Linked DNA regions of Zea mays: region 1 is linked to region 2. Evidence: chromatin contacts called from public Hi-C data. All regions are on one chromosome and are shown on one strand. The core of a region is the stretch at or near the end of the contact, and the rest is flanking DNA. Distances in the headings are between cores, read along the strand shown.

Region 1 (6,053 bases), core at 2,963-5,462, 230 kb after region 2:
ACTCGCTATGATGTCATGGTGGATAGTACATATCAATTATCCCTCCATGAATCCCCCTCCCCCTGTACAGGGCTACAAATTCATGCAGCAACACACAGGTTATCTAGTTATGAAACGGTGAAATTAGGTACTCCCCTCCGTTCATAAATATATGACACCGTTGACTTATTTAAAAAAACTTTGACCACTCGTCTTATTCAAAAAAATAATGACTTATCATTTTTTGTGATTTATTTTATCACTTAAGATAGTTTGTGCTTGACTTAAAATTTTACATTTTTGAATAAATATTATGAATAAGACGAGTGGTTAAAGTTTTCGAAGAAAGTCAACGGTGTCTATATTTATGAACGGAGGTAGTATTCAGGTGAGGTCCTATAAAGCTGAAACAGAAATATTAGTACCATTTTGTGCAATTATGATTTCAAATTTGAAATTTGTGCTCTGTTGCTGCTAGTTGTTCCAAGTCAGTTTACCTGCCGCTGTCTACAAGCTAAAATCACAACTGGTGGAAGCAGATTTCGATGGTGATTTCTGTGGATGGAAAAAGAACTATATGTATATGAAAGTGGTACGTTCATCAAGAAGAGATAATGCTTATCGTTGCAATGCCCAAATCCTAAACTTGCAGTCAATAGCAACCCAGCCAATCGTGCATGCAATTACGATAGAACACAAGAAATACAACAATGTCCATAATCAAGCAGGCGAAAGGGCCTCTAGCTGAGTTGGTTAGGTGGTCTGAGTAGCACTCCTCAAGTCCTGGGTTCGACTACCCGTGGGAGCGAATTTCAGGCTGTGGTTAAAAAAATCCCCTTGTCTGTCCCACGCCAAAGCACAGGTCTAAGGCTCAGCCCCGGTCGTGGTCGTTCTCACATGGGCTTCGATGCCGCTGTGTATGGGTGGGGCAGGGGTTCGGGGGTTTTCTCGACCTGTGTGAGAAGGTCTTCTTCTTAATACAATACCCGGGGGCTGTCTTACCCCCCGCAGGTCGAGTTTTTTTCCATAATCAAGCAGGGCAAGCCACTATACTCATGCAATCATGCAAACACAATTACTTCCTAAAACACACTCAAATTTTGCAACATATTTATAATAACTCAACTAGCAAAGTGTCCGTACATTGCTACGGTTCCTATTTATGTTATTTATATTTGAGTATAGAATATAAAACACAAAGACATGTATCTTCTGTTGGCTAGGTAAGTATGAATGTGGGTATAGAGCCAACAACCATGGTTTGAATCTCTATTTGTGCATAATTTTAGTTTTTGTGAGGGAGCACAACGAGGATGGAAACCGTGGAACCTGGTGCTTTATATTAGTAGAGAAATCTAAAATCTCATCAAGGTATGTTAATTTGATTTGGTTTATCAAACCTTGAGAGGAGTCCATCAATCACATTCTCTCCGCTTTTGTGCTCTCCAGGAAGGTGTGGACATGGATCTTGAGGGAGTTCAGGCTGTATGTAGTCTTGCCACCCAACTCAAGTCGACTCTGTTCTTGGTGGAGTAAGGCTGCTGCTTCTCTTGAAAAAGACCTGAGGAAGGGCTTCATCTCCTTGGTTATCCTGGTCACCTGGGAACTGTGGAAGCACAGGAATGACTGGCTGACTGCGTGTTCGATGGCGTGCAACCTCAGGCGCAAACAGTTATCTTTCTGGTGGCTGTCGAGGGTCACATGTGGTGTCTAGCCGGGGCCTCAGGCCTGCAAGAGCTCCTCTTAAGGAGTACGCCGGCCCCGTAGCTGCTAGCTATCTGGTTGTGGTCGGGTTCGTTTTCTAGAGATGTGTTTGTGTGTTTAAGAGTTCGGAGAGGTCTCGTTCCTCTCTGTGTACTTGGTACCTTTTCTTCCTTAATGAAATGACACACAACACTTCTGCGTTGTTTGGGAAAAAAAAACCCTGAGAGGACCAAGTTAGAAACATTGATATGCGGATAGGCTAGGGATAACACCAATTGAAGAAAAACTTCTGCGCATTACTGGTTGGGGTAGTTTGTATACCTAGAGAATTGTCCAGGGGTATAACCACATGGAAATCATCAATCCACGCGCCAAAACCATGAACCCAGTTTTAGAACACCTAGTGATATTACTACCATTCTTTCCTTTTTTTTTACATATTTTTAAGCACATTTCACTTTTTTTTTGCTTTTGTTGGTAGCTCATGTGTGGTATAATGAGGCAATGAGCATACCAACACTGATGAGGGCATGGAAAACAGTGTAGTTGTTATAATATCCTATTAACCAATCTATTGTTGGACATATCATCCTATGGAAGAGTAGCTGCAAATATTGCAATTTCTAGTGCCAAAGAGGGCCAGTGATTTGTTGAAAATAAATAATTTAGTACTTTACGCTTATTTATCCCTAAATCATTCCACTATGCAAAAATAATTAGTCAATTAAACATATGTATATCAACCAGAGTGTCACAGAATCAATGGTCGAAAAGTACAAATGAAATTGCTCATATAAACATCAAACAAACGGATGCACTACCAAATCACTTAAAAGAGAAATGGCCATCCAAAGTTGCAACCAAAAAATGTACTTGAACATCTCTATGACCAACTAAACTGCATTGAAAGTGTCCATAAGGAACTCAATCCACAAGAAATAGTGTACACATTAGCATCTGTGAACAAAAAGTAACTCAGGATATCACTATATCAGCATCATCCTAGAAGAATTAAGAATCATCTCTCCAATCCACTAGCTGTAGCTTTTAGTCATGAAACAAAAAGTGTAAAGTTCACTTGCCAAAAGTCATCTGGTTTCCTAAATACCAACCAAACAGCTATGAGATACCCACCGCACAACTTCACAACTTCAACATCCCAAACCACACCAAAATTTCTGATTTCCTAAATACCAACCAAACAGCTATGAGGTACCCACCGCACAACTTCACAACTTCAACATCCCAAACCACACCAAAATTTGCTGGAAAGTAGTCCCCATTATGTTTATCATTGGTATCTTAACCAAGGAAAGTTCAACTCCAACAAACTCATAATAAGCTCGGCATACTCGGCTCAAACTAACATGAGCCCCACATTTCTCATTGAGTAAATTTCACAAAACAACCACATTCTTATCCGTGTCACAAAACTACAACTTCTAGTGCCATTTCAGAAACTACCACCACTTTGGGCACCTTTCTAAACAAACATGCCACCTCTTTGCCTCCTAGGTTATCATGAACACCTGCGGCCACTCATCAGTATCACATTTTTACCACTACTTTTGTTAACTCAGTTTTGCACTATGTGATGCTGACGAGTGAGCCAGGCAATCATAATATTGTAGGAAGAAAATGTGGTAGATTCTGAGAAGGGAGGCAAAGTGGTAGTGGTTCTACAAAACTGACCAGAAGTTGTGTGAAGATTTTAGGACATAAATGTGGTAGCTCGGTGGAATTTACTCTTTCCTTTCCCATTCTCTGCAATAATCACACCCACGCGCACTTCTATTTTAAATAGCACACAAATGCACAATAAAATGGTATATCTGCACAATAATCGCACACCCCAAGCGTGACAGATGCATCTCCTAGCCCCTCGAGATGACTTACCAAAAGCAGCAAAATAATGCTAGTTAGCCTAGCAAAGTTCTCCACGCCATCACAACGTGCATGCACATAACGCAGAGCGATTTAGGCGAATCCAACACCTCTCTGAAGTTTAGCCACTAACCAGACATGGAAACTAAACGACCGTCCATAATCCCGAGCTGAATTAATCATATGCCCATACTGCGGTATCCTTATACGCACAGTTATACTCTTGCAGTCCCAGGTCCCTCATCCAATTACCGACGAAATTCGCACGCAGTGCCGGACGGGGAACTCAAATCGCACGCTCCCGCGAATCAAATTCCTTCGCCCGCACTCCGCCCACTGGCGCATGAATGGCCGGCGCCCAAGTAGACACATACCTTCGCGGCCACACAAAGGCAATCGAGCTAGCCCGAGCGAATCGCGGGTTAGAAATACCGGGAGAAACTGTGGGGAGGTCGCAGGTAGTCACCTCGGGCAGCACGCGATCCGATCAGCGAAGTAGGGGGTGAGCGAGCCAACCGTCCGTCGGAAGAAATCTGCGGTGGGTGGCACCTCGCCTCGGGAATCGCGAGCGGGGGAGGTTAGGGGGAGATGAGCGATCGCCCGCCGCGGTGGAGCGAGCGGAGGGCGATCGGCGGGTGGAAGGGGGAAGCGGATCGGGGGGAGGAACTTGGCGCCGGGGGGAAGGGGAACGTATTTATAAGCTCGAGAAGCTTTTTTTAGCGAGCAGAAGAGTGGTGGTAGAAGAAGAGAGAGGCGAAAGGGGAGAAAGAGGAGAGAGGACGGATGGCAATATTACCCGTGGGTTCGGATATCCGCGGATATCCGACCCGTTGGGTTCGGTTTCGGGTACAATATTTTACTCACGGGTTTTACCCATACCCGACCCGAGGTAACATCGGATCGGGTTCGGATATTGTATTTTACCCGCGGGTACCCGCGGATATCCGAAAATATGTAGACAGGAGAGAAGTAGCCAACTGTGGCCCAATTGCAGGCCCAACTTGTGATCGGCTGGGCTAACCCTAGGCTCCAAGTGACCAAGTCCCACCCGGCCGCCAGCAGTAGGCATCAAGACGAGCGAGAGCGACCCTGCATCCCTGGCGTCCTGCCCCAGCCAGTACTGCAGTAGGCATAAGGCATCCTCCGTCGAAATCAAGGAAGAAAGAAGGAAAGCAACCATGGCGGCAATCGCAATGTCCCCCTCCCCCTCGGCCGCGCAATAACTCGCCACATCCATGCTCGTCGCTCCTGTGCTGCTGCTTCCTTGTCCCTCCACCGCTTGGGCTTCCTGGGGCGCGTTGTGCTGGCCACGGTGCCGGTGGCCGTGGACGCCACCCGCCGCCGCTGTGTCTCCTTGTTGGTGCAGAAGGCCTAGGACGGTCCTCTCTCGTCGATGGCTCGGTCATCATGCAGAGCAGGAACGTGAAGCTGAGCGAGAAGCTCAAGGAGGTGGGTCGGGCGGCGTCCTGCCCAGCCAGTACTGTAGTAGGCATCAAGCCGAGCACAGGTACTGAGCAAAGCTAACCATGTGTTTTTTGTTTGCTTCTGTAACAGTAATTAGATTAATTATGTTTTGTTTTTTCTACCTTGTCATTTGTTTGTGAATCATGTGTTTTATTTGTGTGGATTGTAATTATATCCACGGGTATCCGATACCCGCCCGATACCCGATGGGTACGGGCACGGGTACAAAATCCTACCCGCGGGTATAGTCGCGGGCGGGTATGAGTAATGCCCGCGGGTATTGTCGCGGGCGGATATTTACCATACCCGATCCGAACCCGACCCATTGCCATCCCTAACGAGGAGCAAGAGGCTCTGGTGCGTATCGTTTTTTTGGGATATAGCATTTGCGAGCCCCTTTTTATCCGTCTGCTGTTTTTTTTTTCCTTTTACAATAGAGAGAGGCGAATGGAAAGAATTGACACAAGAGCGACAGAGCGTGTGACGCCAATTGCCCAATCTCTTTGTTTCTGCGTGTGATCTTATGTGCCATGGGACTGTATATAGCATCTTTCATGTGCCTTGTTGGCTGTTGCAATTTCGTTTTTCCCACTATTAGTCGCTGCCATCTAGATGTATTAATAGATCATGATCTAAATGTTTCTTCATAATTTATTTGAGTTTTTAATTAATTATAGTTCAAAACTTAATAGAAATAAAACTCGATTCTAATACGATTCTATCCTTAAATTTTATAATGTAAAATTTAGAGTCTATTATCACTTATATTGTCATCTGATAAACATATTTAGGGTGCTTGTTTTAGAAGCTACTCTATTCCATTATAGGACCTTATTTTGTAATCCAAGCTACTAAAAATAAATCTTTAGGATTAGAAAAGGTCATAGAAAGAATGATTTCGACGGTCACTGGTGGCTCTAGTGGAGTAGAGGTGATGGTGTTCTCTTCACTTTCGAGTAGAGAGATCAAAACTCTCTATATCGGTCTTGTTCTCTATTTATTTATGCGGTGTGAAGGAAGAA
Region 2 (6,340 bases), core at 2,153-4,652:
GACTCTTACCATGTTTGAGAAAATTCTTTGACTTGACTGCGTTATTTTACAGTACATTATATCCCACTACCAACTTGCTTTTAGAGGGTTTTGTGAGATTAAGTTTTTACTTGTTGATTGGTGTGATAGCATCCATTCCACTATTAGTAACATGGCAAACACTATGATGGTCAAGTTTGACAAGTACTGGAATAAGTCAAATATTGCTCTTATCGTGGCTAGTGTCCTTGATCCTAGATATAAGAGGAAAATTGTAGAATTTTACTTGAAGAAGGTGTACCCATATACATATCAAAGTGAACTGGATAAATTCAATGATGTCATGAAAAAGATGTATCAATGTTATGCATCTACTACACCCTCAACGTCACATGAGCTTGATAGCTACATATTTGATGGACAAGGTCATGGTCATGATGATTGTATTGACACAAGTGACTTAGAAAAATATTTGGCAGATCCAATATTCAAGGTTGGTAAAAGTAATCATCACACTTTTGACATATTAGCATGGTGGAAAGCACACAAAGAAGAATATCCTATCTTGGGCCAGCTTGCTCGTGATGTCTTAGCTATGCAAGTGTCTACGATAGCTTTAGAATCTGCTTTTAGTGCTGGTGATCGTGTACTTGATCCATTTCGTACTCGCCTTGACCCTACCATGGTAGAAGCACTTGTTTGCACCAAAGATTGGATAACTAGAGCAAGAAAAGGTTATATAGAAGTAACTTATATTTATTTACAATTTAATTAGTCATTATATTTTTACTAATGCACTAATGGATCTTTGTATTCCCATGTTCCAAGGCTAAAAGAGTGTTGCTATTCCCAATATGGTTTGTGAAATGGAGGAACTTGAGACTCTTGCTAGAAATCTTTCACTTGAGATTAATTTACCTTTATTTTGTATTCTATTTTTGGCATAAAACATTAGCTATGATTTAACCATATATTCCTTTAACAAAATGTAGGATGAAGACCTAGATGATGATCATGATGATGGACGTGAGGCATCGTTGTAAGCTTGTTGATGATGACCTAGATGATGATAATGCGACATGAATGCTTTGAATGTTTCTTACTGTACTTATTGCCAACTTGGGACTTGTTATATTGTGAACTTGTGATCAACTTTTTATGTTGTGAACTTGTGATCTTTGTGGTCAACTTGTTATATTGTGATCTTTGTGGTCAACTTGTTATATTGTGAACTTGTGATCTGTGTGATCAACTTGTTATATTATGAACTTATGATCTCAATGATCAACTTGTTATATTGTGAATTGTGAACTTGTGATCTGTGTGATCAACTTGTTATATTATGAACTTATGATCTCAATGATCAACTTGTTATATTGTGAATTGTGAACTTGTGGTCTTTGTAAATTTTATTGTATTGTGAATTTTTATTGAGATATTTCCATATTGATATAGTTACCGATTGTATTTTAGGTTCCGACCAATACTGATGTATTTTTCGTATCGTTTCTCTTTCGGAGTTACCGTTTCCGATAAAAAATGAAAATGATAATGATTTTAGTGTTTTCCGACCGATTTCATCCCTACACCAGACATGCGGTGGTACTACAGCACCTCGAGTAACTTTTGTTTTAAACTTCTCGTGGGGGCTTTTAGCTGAATTTAGCTAGCAATAATTTTCGTGAGTGTGCATGGATCTCTCCCAATTTATATATTTTAAAATTTAAATTAAATTTCTCACTAAACGGCGCCCTGTGCTTATCTACCGTGGAATCAGCTAGCGCTCACCTCGAGGAATTTTGGATCTCCATGGACCTTACGATTTTTGGAACTTCTTTCCATGAGACTGTACCGTTTGTTCATTCAGTAACGGAAAAGCTATAGTTGAGGTAAGGAATCCGAATAGATCAACATTACCACTTCAAGTATGCCGAGAGCGAACAACCCGCAACACGTCGATTGGTTCACCAAGCTCGCTTCAAAACGAGTTGAATCATCAAACCGATTAAGTATTACTATTAGGAAGTCAAAACTTAAAAAAAAACAGAAACACTTGTGACTCTTATGATCGCATACACTGACCACAGCTAAATCACATGAACAGGTTGGGCCTCGAAGCCTTGAACGTGGTCCTCAGCTTCCTGGTCGGCGGCCTGACCTTGCGGTGCACGAGCGGGAACTTGATCTCACTGTTGTGGAACTGCTTAGTGTTGTCCCTCTTGCAGAGCTTGAAGTGCACCGTCGCAGTCTTGATGATCTGGATGCAGGGGGACCTCACGCGGTGGCGAGAGGCCATCTCGTTGTACATCTGCTCCACAGCGCCATTCAGGGTTGTGTCGCGGTACTCCTTGTACATGTTGTGGTAGCCGGTTCTGCTCTGGTAGCGCAGCCAGATGCCGTAGTTCTTGATTGTCGTCGGGTTACGCTCAAAGATCTGATACAGCATACAGAACTTGTACGGATAAGAACACAAATGATTCTTGCAAATGAGAACAAAAAACGGTACAGAACTATGACAGGCAGAGGTCAGGTATAAGCAACCGAGGAAGACAGCAAAGCTGGAAGTAGTTGAGGAAAACGAAATCATTTTCTGATATCCCTACAAAATTTTAAACTGATTGTCGCAAATAGACAAACTGTTCTTAGGAATAAAGCAATGATCAGAAATACTATTCGCATCGTATCACGGTACACAACTAGCTGGAGCTGCATAAAACACAACCGGGCCAAACATTTGGTGAAAAGGTATGCCACTAGTTTGCCAATCCCAGCAAAGAGTATATAACAGCACAACAGCGACGATGAGCTGCCTTCAATAACCTCACACTCATTTCCATATAGAAATCGCTCTTAGTAACATTAAAAGTCGATATTGACACAGAGATTGGGCGACCGGCAGAGAGCTCAGGGATGGCAAGGTTCACATGTAGCAGCAGCTCGATGTGCTGCTAAAAAGAAGTGCAGTATCGAAGAAACAGACGTACCTCGTTGATGGCCAGGACCTGGCCGTTGCTCTTCTTAACCTTCTTCAACTTCCTCAAGAAGTACCTGCGCACTCACAACAACAGTACGTTAATCGACGACCCGCATCGAAAATGGGGGGAAAATAATCCTTCAACAAGGAAACCTGAAGGAATCGCACATATAGATGGCGGCGCTCACCAGAACTTGCTCTTGGCGCGGACCTCGTTGGTGGCCCAGAGCTTCATGCGGTAGATCTTGGGGTGCTCATCGCCGGGCGTCGGCAGCGCGCGCCCCACCACCTGGTACTGATGGAACTGCACACGTGCGAGAGCAGGCAGCGAATCAAACCCATGGATCAAATTCTAATCACCGAAGTCCGAGAGACGAAGCGAGAGAAGACTCACCCTGAAGGCCACCATTTCCGCTAGCTGGTCGAACCCTAGCCTAACTTAGACGACGGTGGCGAGCGGAGGCGGCGGCGGGGCGTGAGAGAAGTGTTTATAGATGCCGAGTTTGGAAGTGAACCCTAATGGGCCGTAATTCTCGCCGTAATGGCCCATTTGTTGCACAAATTATGACTGGGCTTTCCTTCTTTCGTGAAAGCGGTTAAAGCTCCCTTTGGAATGCATTTTCCCCTATTTTCTGCATTTTTTTTATAAAAATGAACTAGTTTTTGTTGAAATTCCCTACAATTCCAAAGGAGGCCTAAGTGTTTCATAACTCCTGATGCACCAATAGCTTTTTATAGCTTTGATGTATAGTTTTTCAAAAGGTCAACTGTTGTGCTATTGTTTTTTTTTTGCTATAGTTATTAATAATATTGTTATCTTCATAGACACGGTATTTGGTAAATTAGTCGTGATATATTTTTAGCAATATCAATTATAACATACGTAAATATGCATTCTTCAGCTTAGAGGACTATAATCTATCTATGTCTCTCATTTAGATTCTTTACTTAATAATTAAGTTGTTACTACATCTTCAAAAAGAATGTCGTTTGACTTTTCTAAAAGCAAGTTTGAACGGCTCATTTTATTCAAGAAAATTATAATTATTGTTTATTTTCATTCTGGTTTATTTTATCATATCATTTACTATAACTACAAACTAATTTTTCTATATTTTTACAAATATTTTGAATAAGACAAACTGGTCAAACTTGTTCTAAAAAAATCAAACGACATTCTTTCGGGGCGGAAGTAATAAATAATAGTTACTGAAAGTTGGTTGTGGTAGTGAGTATATTGATTTAATTCATGAAAAATAAGTATTAGACTTGGAAACATATTCTCTTAGATCCCATACATATATCTCAGTATTTGTGTTTATAATTTTTTTGCCTATTTAAATGTTTTTATACAAAATTAATTAAGAATAGTTTATCTTTTCTACAAAATCCATAAATAAAATAGCTGGTAAGGATATACTCCCTCCGATTTTTTTATTTGTCGTCGTTAGTATAAAATTAAACTATCCAACGTCAAATAAAAAATGGAGGTAGTATATACTAAGGGTACCCATGCTTTATATTTAAGCATATCTGCGTAATGAAACTAGCCTAAATTCTCTGTCTCTATCTCTACTATATTAAAGCATCAGTTTCAACGGTCGTCACGTGTCGTTTTTTTGCAAAAAAAAATCCCTTATATCTTTTGGAATGAACTCAACGTTCTGCCATCCACACATCTGCAGCGTCCGTTCTATCGCCCCATGTCATCCAACCATGCATGCCCTTTCCCTCGATATCGCGCCCGCCCCTACCCATGCGGGGCGTAACAGCCCTGCTAGCCGCTGGTTCTACGATCGCCGCTCCTTAACAGAAAAATATTTATCTTTACTATTATATAATACATGAGATTTGTCGATTTCTTCGTGCGTCAATGCACTCCCGCGCGAGCATCCTAGGCCTCCCCACGCGTGTTTGCGTCTACATCAAAATTCAAGACATGCAACAAAAATATTAAGTGAGAGTAGAGATCGAACCAATGCCCTCTACCATAGCAACACTTGTATAATTGCAATAAAATTAAGAGAGGTCGATATCGTTAATATATGAACTAATAATTAGAAAATTTAAAATATAATCACACATGATATATAGAAACAACCGTAGCCATGTACTGGCAATATGGATAAATTCTCGGACTCATCTACAACTTTTCATACGGATGTGGGGTTCAAATGGTAAAAATAAGAAAAATTATGCACAATTGTTGCTCTAAACCCACGTTCACATCCACATAGTCACTAGAACACATGTTTTTATGATTTATACTCTATATTCAAATTTAATATAGAGATTTTATAGAAAAACAACGAAATAATAAAATAGAGCCAAGTTATGTCGTGCTCGGGCCGACCAAAACTTTGTCGGGCCACATGCCACTCATCAAGCCTAGTTTATTTAGACATTTATACTCGTACACCAGTGTTGCACCCGCGTAGTCAGATAACATTAATTCCATTTGAGTAAGGTCTATCTTAAGTGTACAGATACCGTCGCAACACACGGGCACTTAGCTAGTTGTATTCGATACACGTTGCTACGCCAAGCGACACACATTGTCATGTTTGGCACAACTTAGACCTCGTTCGATTGCCTGGGAAGGCTTCCAGGACAGAAACGGTTCTAGGCCAGGAAACAGTGGACCACTCAATCTAGCCCAGGATTTGATCTAGATGGTAAGGGGTCAGGATTCGAACCGGGCCGTGGAGGAAGGGGAAACTTCAAATCGGGCCGCTTTCGTTTTTATTTCGGGTTGAAACGAACAGCTCAGGCCAGATTCCAAACTAGATAATTTTTCCACCTGGAAAGAGACATGGAACGGTTGGTTCAAGCCGAAACAAACGAGACCTTAAGCTTTTTCACAAGCTAGTTTTTTACCGTTTTAGACTTTTTGGACAATTCAGTCCCATGCTTTTCATGCATGTAGATAAATATTTACTGTCAAACAAGCTGGTAATAATGCATACTGTCAAGTTGCTTTTAAGAAATGACCTTTATTTGATGTCAAACATGTGATCTTGGTTTGTTGACAAGTCAAACAAGTGTTTACATCAGGTTGCTGAAGTCAAACAAGGACGCTACTTGATTTGTTTCCTGCCTGAAACCCATCATGCCTGAAACGAACGGGACTGAAACCAACCCTACTAGAACTCGAGGCGCCCTTACGGGCGCCATATTAGGACAACGCAGAATTTGTGTTGAAAAAAGTTTTTAGTTTGAATAAATCTATGTTAAATCTGAACAAAACTATTTGATGCAGAAGTTGTTGTCTGAACCATGGAATATGCTGTCGGAACCTTGTGCAAACACAGGTTTCAGGTTAAACATACAAAACATCAACTTCTTTGGTAACTTTGTGGAACCATGTGCCATATAAAACAGTAGGTT

The links. Hi-C and Micro-C count contacts between places; a contact is called where the count stands out from the background.
Region 1: a contact with region 2 is called in a Hi-C map of ear, with 2.5 times the contacts expected there. The contact joins the promoter of LOC100192681 here to the promoter of LOC100285865 in region 2. A contact is called at or near these places in 2 of 25 Hi-C or Micro-C datasets (ear and seedling).

Annotation. Positions count from the first base shown.
Region 1 is chr8:153,348,774-153,354,826 of Zm-B73-REFERENCE-NAM-5.0, forward strand. LOC100192681 (putative RING zinc finger domain superfamily protein) reads right to left here and starts at 4,213. Exons shown (of 6, transcript NM_001137887.2): 1 at 4,034-4,213.
Region 2 is chr8:153,124,103-153,130,442 of Zm-B73-REFERENCE-NAM-5.0, forward strand. LOC100285865 (60S ribosomal protein L18a) reads right to left here and starts at 3,403. Exons shown (of 4, transcript NM_001158755.2): 1 at 3,348-3,403; 2 at 3,142-3,257; 3 at 2,964-3,027; 4 at 1,883-2,413. The coding sequence starts at 3,362. The coding sequence ends at 2,072. It overlaps LOC103636150 (a long non-coding RNA gene), which reads left to right. Exons shown (of 3, transcript XR_557814.3): 3 at 972-2,023.